Regions from separate parts of the Mus musculus genome. Here regions 2, 3, 4 and 5 are each linked to region 1. A link is a contact called in public HiChIP or PLAC-seq and promoter capture Hi-C data. All regions are on one chromosome and are shown on one strand. The core of a region is the stretch at or near the end of the contact, and the rest is flanking DNA. Distances in the headings are between cores, read along the strand shown. Region 1 holds the start of Saxo2 (stabilizer of axonemal microtubules 2). Region 2 overlaps Tmc3 (transmembrane channel-like gene family 3). Region 3 holds the start of Tmc3 (transmembrane channel-like gene family 3). Region 4 has its middle 6.2 kb from the start of Gm10610. Region 5 has its middle 75 kb from the start of Gm10610.

Evidence for each region. Promoter capture Hi-C pulls out the DNA fragments that hold promoters and counts their contacts. HiChIP or PLAC-seq counts read pairs in DNA pulled down with a chosen protein or histone mark.
Region 2: a contact with region 1 is called in an H3K4me3 HiChIP or PLAC-seq map of bone marrow-derived macrophages, with 7 times the contacts expected there. The contact joins the enhancer-like site here to the promoter of Saxo2 in region 1. A contact is called at or near these places in 6 of 39 promoter capture datasets (the 3T3-L1 cell line, the C10 cell line, cranial neural crest and 2 more), 3 of 115 datasets of contacts at active chromatin or transcription factors (astrocytes, bone marrow-derived macrophages and stem cell-derived neural progenitor cells) and 1 of 9 other capture datasets (liver).
Region 3: a promoter capture Hi-C map of the HPC-7 cell line shows a contact between it and region 1. The contact joins the promoter of Tmc3 here to the promoter of Saxo2 in region 1. A contact is called at or near these places in 12 of 39 promoter capture datasets (the C10 cell line, the HPC-7 cell line, HPC-7-derived erythroid cells and 8 more), 1 of 115 datasets of contacts at active chromatin or transcription factors (stem cell-derived neural progenitor cells) and 2 of 9 other capture datasets (embryonic stem cells and pancreatic islet).
Region 4: an H3K4me3 HiChIP or PLAC-seq map of bone marrow-derived macrophages shows a contact between it and region 1, with 10 times the contacts expected there. The contact joins the enhancer-like site here to the promoter of Saxo2 in region 1. A contact is called at or near these places in 12 of 39 promoter capture datasets (the 3T3-L1 cell line, the C10 cell line, the HPC-7 cell line and 7 more), 6 of 115 datasets of contacts at active chromatin or transcription factors (astrocytes, bone marrow-derived macrophages, cardiomyocytes and 3 more) and 4 of 9 other capture datasets (adipose tissue, liver, macrophages and 1 more).
Region 5: a contact with region 1 is called in a promoter capture Hi-C map of the C10 cell line, with 3 times the contacts expected there. The contact joins the enhancer-like site here to the promoter of Saxo2 in region 1. A contact is called at or near these places in 7 of 39 promoter capture datasets (3T3-L1-derived adipocytes, the C10 cell line, cranial neural crest and 4 more), 1 of 115 datasets of contacts at active chromatin or transcription factors (astrocytes) and 1 of 9 other capture datasets (macrophages).

The regions. Positions count from the first base shown.
Region 1 is chr7:82,647,200-82,649,967 of GRCm38.p6, reverse strand. Saxo2 (stabilizer of axonemal microtubules 2) reads left to right here and starts at 1,440. Exons shown (of 3, transcript NM_177894.4): 1 at 1,440-1,576. The coding sequence starts at 1,539. It overlaps Efl1 (elongation factor like GTPase 1), which reads right to left and starts at 1,354. Exons shown (of 20, transcript NM_175317.3): 1 at 1,290-1,354; 2 at 337-442. The coding sequence starts at 427.
Region 2 is chr7:83,615,144-83,617,911 of GRCm38.p6, reverse strand. Tmc3 (transmembrane channel-like gene family 3) reads right to left here. Exons shown (of 23, transcript NM_177695.4): 18 at 1,929-2,054; 19 at 1,101-1,179. All of the region lies in intron 1 of Gm16638 (predicted gene, 16638), which reads left to right. Among named protein-coding and RNA genes, the nearest start is that of Gm16638, 15 kb to the left of the region's middle. Within about 2 kb of position 1,446, at least 41 of the 459 cell types and tissues checked have an H3K27ac peak or open chromatin away from gene starts, as enhancers often do. A contact at or near this core is called in bone marrow-derived macrophages, where this site is marked.
Region 3 is chr7:83,583,514-83,586,281 of GRCm38.p6, reverse strand. It overlaps Tmc3 (transmembrane channel-like gene family 3), which reads right to left and starts at 1,351. Exons shown (of 23, transcript NM_177695.4): 1 at 1,102-1,351. The coding sequence starts at 1,190.
Region 4 is chr7:83,555,364-83,558,131 of GRCm38.p6, reverse strand. No RefSeq gene overlaps it. Among named protein-coding and RNA genes, the nearest start is that of Gm10610, 6.2 kb to the right of the region's middle. Within about 2 kb of position 1,406, at least 4 of the 459 cell types and tissues checked have an H3K27ac peak or open chromatin away from gene starts, as enhancers often do. A contact at or near this core is called in bone marrow-derived macrophages, where this site is marked.
Region 5 is chr7:83,474,237-83,477,004 of GRCm38.p6, reverse strand. No RefSeq gene overlaps it. Among named protein-coding and RNA genes, the nearest start is that of Gm10610, 75 kb to the left of the region's middle. Within about 2 kb of position 1,389, at least 17 of the 459 cell types and tissues checked have an H3K27ac peak or open chromatin away from gene starts, as enhancers often do.

The DNA.
Region 1 (2,768 bases), core at 191-2,690:
GCCTGACAAATCTAAAAAAGCACTGCCAACTTAGCAAATGCTCAGTATAGGATGAATTAAATAGAATTTATAGAAGATATATTCTACCAAGACCACAGACATTTTACCATCTCAAGAAACTTTTCCATATTTTAACAAAAATCCAAATTCAAAAGCATTGTATGACATACTGGGCAGACCACCAATCACCCGTTAATCCATTTATTTCAAACGTTCTACAGCATGCTTCTCTGACATGGCACAACACACAACTCCTTAGCAAGCATCACTCTCACCGCTCCAATGAAACAGAGACATTTCCTCTTTGTTAATAAAACCCAATTCTAAAAGCCTTACCGTGGTCAACATGAGCCAGAACACAGATATTCCTAATGTTGGCAGTGTTCTTCTGAAGTCGAATCATCTTATCAACACCACTGAGCACCATGGTTATTTCCTGGGACTAAACATTAAATGCAAATTAAAAATGGTACAAAATCTAGTGGGGGTGGGGGTGGGGGTGGTGTGCACAACAGCGAAAACCAAATGGACAAACTGAGAGGGAGATGCTGATGCTGACAAGTCGCCTCAGATTCCTTAACTGAGAACCCAATGAATGTTTAGCCACATCTATTTCCTTCTGGCCCTGAGGGGATATAGTCCTTTAGGCCCATGTTCCATGGTAAAGTCCACACATCCTGCTGACAGTACTTGTGGGGTGAGCTGGGAGTTTCCGGATCTGCCATGCGATGAATCACGCAGTTGGGAGCCAGGTGCAGAGGCGCCCGGCTAAGTCACACTCACACTCACATACATACATACATACATACATACACACACACACACACACACACACACACACACACACACCAGAGACAGACAGTCAGTCTCTCTCTCTCTCTCTCTCTCTCTCTCACACACACACACACACACACACACACACACACACCCTTCCCTACTTCAGTCCCTCCAAAAGTCTGCCTTTCTGTCAAGCTTGCTGGCTTTTATCAGACATGAGAACTTCGGCCCTGTGACTGCACTGAGTGTCCTTAAAAGTTTTTGGATCACGTGCCTAGGAACACACCAGGTGCACGACACACCTTCTACCCCTCTCTCCAATTAAAAGAAGCAAATCGAGGTCTGCATGCCCTTCCTCCTCTTGGGTTCCTGGAGTCGCTGCCGCTGAGAGTACCGGGTCCCTATAAAGTGCAGCCGCTCGGGACACTCCTCGCCCAGCCCAATCGACATGACCCCCCCGGGTCTCCGTCACCGTCTGGTCGCCGGCGTCCCTAGCAAGTCCCCCCACTCACCAGCTCCACGCCGCACCTCACCCACGCACCTAAGACTCCAGGGGTAGCTCAGACCGGAAGTCGCAGGAGCCTGGGGGCGGGGCCTGTGGGCCTGTGACCTCTGACCCGCGCGCATCTAGAACATCACCGGAAGCCACGTCGTTTCCCTTCAACTTGGAGTTCCGCGGTCGCCTTGACGACGGCGGACGCTGTAGCTGCTCTGAAGTGTGCCAGCCTAAGCCTGCGGAGGGGGACGCTGGAGCGCAGAGCATGAGGAACTGGTGTCTGTGCCAGATTTGCACCTGCGGGTAAGAAACGTCCGCCCGGTGTGGCGTCCGCAGAGCCGCGAGCCCCGCCGCGCACACCCCCTAAGGACTCCCTTGCCTGAACCGGAGGAGACCCCTACTCCACCCCCACCCCCCACCCCCCACCCCCGACCTTATGCTCTGCTAAATGCTGCCCATTTCCTCTGCTTGGCTAGCTCCTGGGCAAAACTTATTTTCTTTGCATTCCCTGAGGCTTCCCATCCAGAGATTTAAGCTAAAATACAGTTCAGATCAGCTAAGTAGTATGAGCAAATATGGCTGGTAAGTGATGGAGTCACCCACCGATTCTATTGGTTAACTTAAAAGAACAGTATCCATGGTATTTCGTTTGCCACCCAGAACCTTCCATCCTCTAAACTCTATTTTTATTCCTGCCAAGGCAACATTTTCCTGAGGCCTTTCTGACAGACAAAAATGGCAATAGTCCTCACCGTAAACCTCAGGTTTGGTTTGTAAGTCCTGCCTAACAACTTTACATCACCAGTAAACACATTCTTCTCTATCCTCAAGCTTACTGTTTACCCAGGGGTTAGATCACCTTTGATAAGTGAATAAGAGTAACTGAGTAACGCCAAGCCCTTTGTACTTGTAATCCCCTTCTAAGGGCAACCAGCTACAACACATATTGATTGAGAGCAGTTTCTCAGCCCCTTTTGTAATAAACATTGTTTGTATGTTTGAACAGATGCAAACATAACTTTTAAGGCTTGAATCTGCAAAATCTTGTATGTAAGAAAAAAAATGTATTTGAATCTGAATTTATCTACAAACTAAGTTATTTTCCCATCCACCCATCAGGAAATTCATTATATTAGGGACTTTACATTCTTCAAGAATAATATCACCATCCACAGAGCTGGGGGGACTGCCAATGTAAGAGGAATCCCCTTTAGGCTTTGAAGCATGGCTAATAACTTCTGCCGAAATGTCCCTTGCAAACACTTAGTTGCAGCGAGAGCACTGCCTTAGCTGCTTTCAGTTTTATAACTGAGGTACAAGAATCTTTGACAAAATGGGTAGTTACTATGACATACATAGTTCCACTCAGCCAATGGTTTTTAAACTTTGGCTACCTTCATGAGTCATTGTCTCAAAACGGGGCAAAGATTCTTCACCATCATCCCTCCCCATACCACCTCTCATCTTTTGCCTCCTTTCCTGTTGGAAGGAAAGA
Region 2 (2,768 bases), core at 197-2,696, 970 kb before region 1:
TCCTGTAAGAACAATTAGTTCATGCATGTGTGAAACTCTGCCAAGGCAAACAGTATCCTGTAGCTGAAGGAGTTGGGACCTGTAGAGTTTCATATTCTGGTTATTTTAGGGATGAGGCCCAAGTCTCAGTTGAGATTCATTTTGCTTTACTTGTACTGAGCACATTCAGCCTGGAGGTGACTTTATAGAATATTATTTTCGACAGTTTTTGTACATGAAAGAGTTTCCTGTTTTGGAATTTTACTCTCAGCCTCATGCTGACACTCAAGGACTTTCAGGTCCTGAAACAGTTCAGATCTTTAGATTAGGGAGGCTCAGTCTGAAATGGTTTGAGTCACAAAGAAAATACAAATGAGCCACTAGGGAGATATCCATGGACAAAATGCCCTGCAACTGGAAATGGCTTCCTAACTTGACATTTCACAAAGCCAGGCTGTTGCTCCTTTACATAAATTTGCATGTGTGGGAGCAGTTGTTTTCTTTACCTAGTGAAAAGGGGATATGGGGTTGTTTTTCAGTGATGATGAGAGACAGGAGGTGAGCAGGAGGCCTCACTTAAGGAAGTATGACTTTCAGGATACACACGACCCAGAGAGTTTGGTACCTTGGATACCTCCTTGGCCTCCTCCTGACCTTGAGGGAGCAGGAGACAGAAGCAGAAGGCCAGGGAGTATCTGCCTCAATCTGGTTACTTTAGGAGAGGTGTGTACTCCAGGTGGGAAGGAGTCTATGTCAGACAAAATCTAAAAAATAAGAAAGAAGAGAGCAGAGTGCTTGGGGTTCAAATAGTACTAGGGGCTCAGGGGTCAAAGTTGATCCAGGTGGGGGTGGCTCTTCACCAGTCTATTAAAGTCTACCGAGCTGCCATGCAAAGAGGGCTTAAGTGAGCATCAGGCTTGCTCCCAGCCAAAGCAAGTGACCACTGGCTATTCTCAGAAATAACTTGGAGGGACTCGGTGGGTAGTCACTTTGTACCATAGCACATGTGCACTGTAATCTGAGGGTTGGAGCTGCTTTGGACTCTCATGCTGGAGAGGGTGCAGGTATCTGGCCAGGGCTGACATTGGCATGGATGAGAGCTGAGTTCAGATGATACTTGCATTTTGGATCTGCATCCTGAGTTGCTGGCTGCTGAGCTTGAGTGATCTCGCGATGCTCTGAAGGTAGTAGATGAGCATGCTGGCATGGAAGGACATGGGATAGTAAGCAGGGTTCTTAAATTGCTTCTGTAGCTTCCCAGCCCTGCTCGGGGGCAGCAGAAGTGAGGGTTCCTCCTCACTAACCTCTGAATCTTGAACAAAAACACATCTGCCTTCTTTCTCACAGCCTGTGGTCACTGGGAAAGCACAACTTCATTTTTTAAATTTTTGCTTCCCGCAGCTGACCCCTGTTGCTTCAGATTCTGCACCCTGACAATAAATACAAGGCACCAAGACCAGCAGGCACCTTGCAGCCAATCAAGCTGTGGCTACTGGTTTCACTTCTCTCTGAAAGACCTAAGAAACATAAGCTACTCAGCTGAATTATGACATTTCAAAATTATCTACACTTCTGCAGAATACTCTACTGGTATTCATAGTGTCCGGACCTGTTAGAGTGGCCACAGTAACCTTCCAGATGGTGTGGTTGACTTGGGAGCTATGCAGCCATCCCTCTGTAGCATGGTGCCTTGTGTTCTCAAGTGTGGCTCAAGATCAATGTTTAGATCATCAACACTTGTAAGTGCTTTCTGAATGGACTAATTTTTTTTTTTTAATTATTGGACATCAGTGTGATCAGGTGACTACACACTTGTCCTAGAAGGCTGAGAGGTGTGGCACCCCTTGGAGACTGTGGGCAATAGTGTCTCCTCAAGTCTGGAAGTTATGACAGACCCCGTAGGCTGGGAGATATGATGCCCCCTAGGGGCTGGGAGGTGTAGCACTCACAACAGAAGCAGCACAGCTGGAAGTATCACCACGGGGCTGCTGATATGTCCAACTACAGCGTGAAACCAGGTCGGGAAGTCATTCTCTATCGTCTCGGACACGATGTCATAAATTTTCTCTTGTCCGCTAGGAAAAAAGAAAAAGATAACTCCAGATTGGACTGCTTTTGCCAGGGGAATGTTTCAAGATCTATCAAAAGTGTTTGGGTGTCTAGAGATGGATCTCCACAAGTGGCTATAAAAGCTGGAGGCCAATCTCCAAATGACCAAGATGCCTAACACTCCTGAAGTTATGTGAAGTAGTGATCTGGTTACCTGGTAGGTCTGGAGGTGAGGCCACTGATCGCACTATGAGTGCACTGGCCTTTTAGCAAGTAAATGAAGACACCTCTAACGGCTTCCTGGCTCAAAACCGGCTTAGGCAAAGATGGAGATGGCAGTTGAGATCTGTATGGCTATAGCAAGACACTCCAGACTGAAAGCTGGCACAGACTGTCTTCAAATGAAGCCTGGCTTCAGTCACATAGATTTCTGTACAACCATCTGCTCCTTTCCCCTCCTTTTCTTTTCTACCTCCAAACCCTTCTTTAGATCCACCCACTTGCTCTCTTTCAAACCCCTGATCTCTTTTTGCATCAACTCATAGTACATGCATACTTGTATGCATATGTATATTTATATTATACATATATTTCTAAATACATTACTACAACCTATTCAGTCTGGATATATTATATACAAGTGTGTTTTCAGTTTTGTGACAGAGTCCTACTCAGTAGATCAGGCTGACCTTTAACTATTGACAGTCCTCCTGCCTCAGCCTCTCAAATACTAGGATGAT
Region 3 (2,768 bases), core at 102-2,601, 940 kb before region 1:
GTGGAAAAGGGGAATCATGGAGGAAATCTGATTACAGAATTGCTTTCAGCAAAGGGCATCTTTCTTGTGTAACTTCTGCATCTCACTGTCCCAGGGTCATCTGTAGTGTGTGTGTGTGTGTGTGTGTGTGTTTGTGTCCATAGACTGACAGAATTTGGTAATGTCAGCAGTCCTTAGAAACTCATTTGTAGATTCTATTACTTCAGTGGTCAGTGAAAAGGAATAAGTTCTCATGGCAAACGACAGCAAAGGAGAGAGGAGAAGAGGAATTCCCACATTTGATTCCATTTTTGAGGAACAGTAGTTTTGAGAAGGGACACAATGTCATCTATAGGCTCACTGAGGTGAGGAGCAAAGCTTGGAGACACAATTCCTCTTTCTCCCACTCTAAAGGTAAAAGAAACAAACATGTGGCCTGTGTTGCCTGGAGATGCCTCTCTGTTGTGTTCATTTTAAACACAAGATAAGAGGTGAGGCAGGCAGTGGTTTTTACAAACAACAACAACAACAACAACAACAACAAAATGCGTTAAATGACTGCATTGGGCAAACTCCTTAGGGCATAGCTACTGTGTAGAACAATTTTTCAACATTTAACAGGGACTTTCTTCCATAGTAATTCTAAATATGTAACTCAATATTTTTTTAAGGAGATGAGTAACCTATGGCTTTTGCAAAAGAACACATTTCCTCTCATTTTGATCAGGAAGTCTTTTATTTCCTCAAAGGAAAATTTCTCTAGAGTTAGAGGAGGTTTCAGTATTTAACAGAAAATCTTCCCGAAACACACCTAAGACGTTCAGTTCTCATCCCCGCCCACATCCCCGTGCTCAGAAGCGTTTTCCAGCAGACACCTGATTTATCAGAGGCAGCAGATGGCTTGTCTGCTCTCTTCCGACGCTAGCAATTGAGGAAGCAGGGAGAAGCAGATGAAGCCCATGTGTGGAATTGGCAGGCAACAAAATAAGTGCAGGATACAGGCTTTGGAGCTGGGAGCTTGCAACTGTCTTCCTCTCTGAGCATTGCTGTGGTCGCCACCCCAGTTCCTCATGACCCCAGAGAAGTAAGTTTCTGCACTGGAGAACCCAGCAAGGCACTCACCCAAGAAGCAGGGAGTCCTGGTAGAGATAACACTGGCTGGCGTTTCTCCGAATGCTTCTGTAGCGCTGGGATGCCTTTGAGGTTTTCATGAGGCCTGGTCTGTAGCCAATGGTCCCTAGGGATAGCCAGGGAATTGGAAAGCCTTGATTTTGCAGGCAGGGTTCTGTTCCAAATGAGCTGTCTGAAAGAGGCCTGCAGAGTTGACCTGCTCTCCTCCTTCAGAAACAGGAGCAAATGTCTGCCTGCATCTGGTGCTCAGGGCAGAAAAACCAGGAGGGCAGCCAGGGTCATACATATGTAACAGTGAGGTGGGTGTGTTCACATTGATTGGCTAAGATCGGGACAGTTGGAGGCGTGGCCCAGTAGCCTAGGGCTGTCTTGGTTCTTCCTAAAGTCCATCAGTAATCTCTTGTGCCCAGACAGGGCTCAAAGACTTGCAAACTCCTCTACATCTGACTACAGCTGGCAGTTGCTAAACACTTTAGGAGCATAGGAGGCAGGGTGTGGTGGGTCTCTCCAGAAGAGACTTAGAGACAGCAAGTGCACTGCCTATCCAGGCACAGACAATAGCACTCTATTCTTTTCTCCCTCTACATCTTTTTGATTTTGTACTTTGAAAGATGTCAAGCTTACAGAAATGTTGACATCACAGTACCATGAACCTCTGGCTACTTTCAAGCATTAACCATTTACATGTTGCCACAGTTGTCTCAGTACCACCCATGTTTTCCCTGCTACCTACCTACCTGCTACCTAACAAATGCTTAGAAACCAGTAAACTCTAGAAATAATGATGTTTCAACCTTCAAGACTTCCATGTTCTAGTAACAAAAAACGGGATTACTTTAGTTCTAGTCTTACATGTATTAAGTATGGACATATCAGTATGCATAATGACCCATAAAGCTGAGTTTGAGAAAAATTAAGATTTTTATTTATTTCATATTATTTTATTTTCATCTCAGGGCTGGAGAAATGTCCCATAAATTAAAAGAATTTGCTACTCTTGCAGAGGACCTAAGTTCAGCCCACTAACCACCTCTAACTCAAGCTCCAGGGAACCTCTTCTATCCTCTATACATGGTTCTCGTTTCTCTCTCTCTCTCTCTCTCTCTCTCTCTCTCTCTCTCTCTCTCTCTCTCTCTCTCTCTCTCTCTCTCTCAGAAATGCTTAGAAAACAAGACTCTGGAAATCCATGTATGTTGGAGGTCAAAAAATGTATAGCTTTAGAAAATGTGGCATCTTGCCCATACAAAGGCCAAATGGGGCCCATTCCCTTATCGCCTGCATGTTTCCTTTGTTAGCTGTACACTGGCTTTTTAGCCAAACATCTTATCCCCGGCCAAGGCCTTTGGTGCACTTGGGAATTACAAACCTGTTTGCTAGTGAACACCCAGAGCCCTGGCTGCTTGCAGGGAGTTAACACACTTGTGTGTAGCTGAGCAGGCTAATGCAGTGCTAGAAAGCATGGCTCAGCTCTGCTGAACACTCTGTCTTGCCCACATTAAGAACTCTACATGAGCAGAGGTCAGGGCAGTGCCCCAGACAACAGAGCAGAAGGAAGGCACAGACAACCACAAAGTGTGGGAATGGGAGAGGGTCTCATTCATTTGTTCATTTATTTTTCATTTATTTTTCTTTTAATTTATTATAGCAATAACTCCTTC
Region 4 (2,768 bases), core at 157-2,656, 910 kb before region 1:
TTCCTGAGATGGGGAAATAGAGTAGACATTTTCTGAGTGGACTGGGGCAGGCAGGCATGGGAACAAGAGGGATCAGGTTGGGGAAGGGGGGGGGAGGAAGGAAGAAGAGAGTATGGGGAGAGAAGACTGGAACTAGGGGACATTTGGGGATAGTTGTGGAGACCTAGTGCAATGGAAATTCCCTGGAATCTCTGAGGGTGATCCTAGTGAGGCCTCCTAGTAAATGGAGAATATGGAGCCTGAACCAGCCATCTTCTGTAACCAGGCAAGGCATTCAGTGGTGAGACTGGGACACCAACCCAGCCACAAAACATTCTACCCACAACCTGACCTGCTTGCAAGGTGTGCTGGGGCAAGAGTGGCTTAGAGATTTGGGAGTGGCCAACCAGTGACTAGTCTAACTTGAGGTTCAAGCCACAAGAAGGTGCTAACCCTGGATGGCCAGGAACTGGAAGCTGGATGGCCCAGAGACTTAGGATCAGTGCCTAGCCCTATTAGCAGCAGAGAGGCTTCCACCAGCATCTGATAGGAGCAGATCCAGAGAACCATAACCAAACATTATGCAGAGCTTAGGGAGCCCTGTGGAAGAGGGGGAGGAAGAATTTTAAGAGCCAGAGGGGTCAAAGCACCAGAAGAACATGGCCCTCAGAATTAACTAAGCAGGGCTCATAGGGGCTCACAGAGACTGAAGTGGTAATCATGGTGCCTTCACAGATCTGTAGGTCCTTTGCAAATATGTGGTGTTTGTTTAGCTTGGGGTTTTGTTGGACTCCTAACAGTGGGAGTGGGAATATCTGACTCTTTTGCCTGTTCTTGGAATCCTTTCCCTCCTACTTGATTGCCTCATCCAGCCTTGATTGTGAGGGTTTGTGATTATGAGGATCTTGCTGCATCTTGCTACGGCTGTGTTCAGTTGATATTCTTGGGAGACCTGCCATTTTCTGAAGGGAAATGGCGAAGCATTGAATCTGGGGTAGAGGAGAGATGGTGGGGGACTGGGAGGAGTGGAGGGAGGGGATGCTGTGGTTGTTTTGTATTGTATTGTATTGTATTGTATTGTATTGTATTGTATTGTATTGTATAAGAGAAGAATAAATAAAAAGAAAAAATAAGAGGGGACACGTTTACAGCAGACTTTCTGGCATTCTGTATTTTGAAATCTTTTTTCCTTCTCTTCCTCAATGTCCTATGATCCACAGATGCAGAAGCTGTGATGTAGATGTATCTGTTGAGGCTGGGATCCCCACCATCCTTTGATCTCTGCATTGTGTTTAGTTGTAGTTTCCTGTTTGCTTTTGAAGGGTGGAGCTACATTATATGTGGGTATAAGGATAAGAGTTAGACTACAGTACGAAATTATTATGGCCTAGCAAAGTGGTTGTAGTAGATTCTTTTCTAAGACCCATGACCTCATTAACCATGGGAAGTTGGCTAATTTCCCAATACCAGGCATGGTTTCCTTTCTGTTGAGTGGATCTTAAGTCCAATTAGACAGCTGCTGATTACTATCAACTTGTGAGTGCCACTTGAGGTATGAATATCCTGAGTAGATGTCACGGTTCATAAATGTAGCAGATAGGTAGGGCTGCTTGATTGCCTCCCTGCCCTGGTATCTGGCATAGTATTTCTGGCACCATTGGCACTGGACTGCAGGAAGGAGGCTTGTTGGTCAGATCCAGCATGAATCATCTGAATCCTGGTGTCCTAAGATGTGGTATCTTCAGCAGTCATGGGACCACCCTAGAAATGGCTGCATACATAAGATAGAACAATGATATTACCAATAAACATGCTAATATAGAAAGGGGGAGGTTTCTCAAAGCTCCACCCCTAGGCAAAGAACTATAGGCAACAAATGACCATGGAGAGAAAGAAAAGTAGCCTCTCCCAGGAATTAGTCTTATTGTTGTCAAATGCCGAGTGGGCATGTCTGAAATCACATACACACAGAAAACAAAAAATAATGCATCAGGCTGTATTGATATATTTATGCATACATGCATACATGTGTATACTACCTACATATGTATGTTACAACAAGAACAAAAGAAAAAGGGGCTATTAACTTTACAGTAGGTGAGCATTAGAGTTGGTGAGTCCCTAGAGAGAGAGGGGGTCCCTAGGAGAGGCTTAAGGGAGCAAAGAGAGGGGGAAAGTGATGTAATTTTATTTCAATTTAAAATATGCTAATTTTTTTAAAAAGAAAAAAAAAACAGAGAGATCAGCTGAGGAAGATGCCAATATTGAACTCTGAGCATGCAGAGATATATATGTGCAACTGCACACATGTGTATATACACATGAACACAGACATTTACATACATACCACAGACACAAAAAGATAAGCAAGTGGAGGAGCCTGAAGTAACTGAGACACTTCTTTTTTTTTTATTTTGTTTATCTGTTTTATTTTCTTTTTTCCCCCTTTTTATTAGGTATTTAGCTCATTTACATTTCCAATGCTATACCAAAAGTCCCCCATACCCACCCACCCCCACTCCCCTGCCCACCCACTCCCCCTTTTTGGCCCTGGCGTTCCCCTGTACTGGGGCATATAAAGTTTGCAAGTCCAATGGGCCTCAACTGAGACACTTCTTATGTTATACGCCTCATACACCATTTAGAAACCTGCACAGAAGCAAGAATAAATATTGTGTCTGGGAGAATAAGTAGTGGCTGCATTTGTAGAGAAATGTATACTAGTGGGCACCATGGGAAGATATTGGCTGCAAGTATTAAAAGGCAAATACTGCCACTTAAAAGTTACT
Region 5 (2,768 bases), core at 140-2,639, 830 kb before region 1:
AGAGCTGTCATATTAGCACTTTGGAGGTAGAGACTGGAGGATCAGGGCTTCCGTGTTGTGTGTGGCTGCACAGTCAGTTCAAAGCTAGCATGGGCTCTATGAAACCTATTACAAGCAAGCAGGCAAGCAGGCAAGCAAGGAAGCAAGCAAGCAAGCAAGCAAGCAAGCAAACCAAGTTGAAAGATGTAAGTTCCAGAGCAGCTGATTCAGCATCTCAAGATCTTACCAAGGCCATGCGTGTGCAGGGTCTGATACTGAGGAAAAGCTCCTGCCCACACTGGATTACTGCCCTGATAGTCTCTAACGAATGCAGCATATAATCACAGGATTCTGTAAATTAGTGGACCCACCCTGTCCATACAGATGGGAAGGGTAGAGTCTCAAACCCACTGCCAGATTCCAAGCCTGCCTGGCCACTTCTCAGATCTGTGTCCTTCACCTATCCCTCAATCTGTAGAGGACTGGCCTGAAAGACGGTTCTGTCTTCCTCTTCAGGTCTGTCTTCACGTGGATGGAATCTGTGGGGGACACAGGACCATGCACAAGGGACCAATTCCACGTGACTCATATAATATAAAAGATTCAAGATGAGTGAGCTTCCCAGCCACACCAAAAGATAGCAAATCACATGACCCAGAATGTCCTGAGAAGATGGCTAACATCTGGGTAGTGAGCTGTCTTCTGTTACCCTGCACTCGTCTTGTGTTGTTCCTTTCAGCCAAAACCATAATCTCACATTCCAAGGGAATAAAGCAGGGTTCAGAGAGAGTTAAATTATATACAAAAGGGAGACATCCGGCCAAACTCTAGATCCTATTCCATTCCCATATCTATGTCTGTAAGCCATCCCAGGAATGGGATATAATTGCTTGCAGGTATGCCTTCTCACACAAACATCTGCCAGCAAACGGTTAAAGCAGAAGTGTGCCATTTCCTTCTGCCCTTTCTACTATGGAGTGGATGATGTGGCTCAGTGTCCCTTGGGTGTCTCTGGGAAAGCCTAGACCAGAAAAGCTATATATGGACTTTTTAAGTGGGGAAAATTTAAGTGGGGACCCCCATAAAACTTAAATAGAAGCAGGCATTGTTCCTGGAAAACACCCGCTCTATTGTAGCTAGCTGCATATTACAATCCACAGCACTGCCTCAGAAACGGCAAGAAGTGAGCCGCAACCCCCAGATTCATGGTGAGGATTTTAAGCCCATCAATCACAAGGGAAAAAATATTTCAATAAATCTCTTTCCAGAAACTGGAGCAAGGCTAGGCTGCACTTGAGAAGTCTATAATCCAGTAGCCACAGCTTGCCAACCTGTGAAAAGCAAATCTAGGTGCCAGATATGACAGCTGCCTTCTGCCTGGGTGTTGAGAGGTTCGCCAGGAAGGCGGGGCCTGTGAGGGCAATCAGTGTGATGGCTTCTGGCTATACCTCTTACCTGAAGTGAGTTACCACCCTCTGGCTGTGTGCATTTGTTTCTTTCACTAGACTAATGCTGAGAACACTAACCTCCTGCTTTGGCCGTAGGACAAAGCAACAACAGTACTATACGACAGCAAAGCATAAGTGCTCAGTCCTTGAAAGCTCAAAGAATGAGCTGTAATCAGTCCGTGCAGTGGGACTGCATTTATGTTTGCAGATCCTGAAGGTGACCACATCTACACTGCAGGATTACCTTCCAGAAGTTTACAGATCATGGGGAAAGAGCCATCCCTCCCCCAAGCCCCACCCCAGCGGGATGGTTCTGTTCAGAGGAGGCAGTGAAGAGGGTTGGATGAAAGGTATATTTACAAATCTAGGGGTGGGTAATGAAACTTATAAGGCAATGGCAAGTTGCCTTTGGTTGTCAGCCATCTGGAAGCTTCCCCCACAGAACATGAAGAAAGTGAGAGCTTTAGGAAAGACATTAAACAGACGAACAACCGCTGCCAAACTCTGGCATGGGAAGGACCAAGGTCAATTCCCAGACTCAACTCATAGTGTTCCTCTTACCCTCTCCTGCCAGAGCCTCCTGAATGAAGCCAACACACACATATGCACACACACATACACACACACACACACACACACACACACACACACACACACACACATTACACAAGTTCAGGAGATCTGCTTTGAGGTTCTCAGATACATCTTGATGGACATATACATTTGGGAACCACAGAAAACTATTCTTTGAGAACAGTGCTAGTCGAGGCACATGGCAGATCTGCAGCAACTTCTGTGAGATGGAGATGTCTGGCTGCTTCCCACCCAGAGTAAAACAATCAGCAGTGATGCAATGTGTGCAGTGCCAGGGACAGGAAAGTGGTGCCTGTGGGTTGTCATGGATATGGATGGGCTGGGGGGACTCTTTATTGAACCCATTTTACAGGCTGGCAGAGTGAGGACAGCAGCAACCGCATTATGGATTTTGTGAGTCTAGGCACTTGCTTTCATAAGGTTTCTTTTAAAATTCAGTATTAAAAATTACTCCAATGTAAAGGTAAAGGTCATTATCTAAGAACCAATATCAGAAGCATATTTTTTCATTCTTCTGAAGTAAAATTATGTGTATATATATATATATATATATAAATTATGTATATATATATATATATATATATATATATATATATATTTAAATATATCTCAGGTCCTAAGCTCTGTGCCTAACCTGCCTAATAGAGATGTTGACAGTGTATAGGGGACTTGTATTCCCAAATGTCCAGTTAGTGACTCTATTTACCCTTGGCTTTCTCCTTCATCCTCAGCTACTCCTCACTCTAG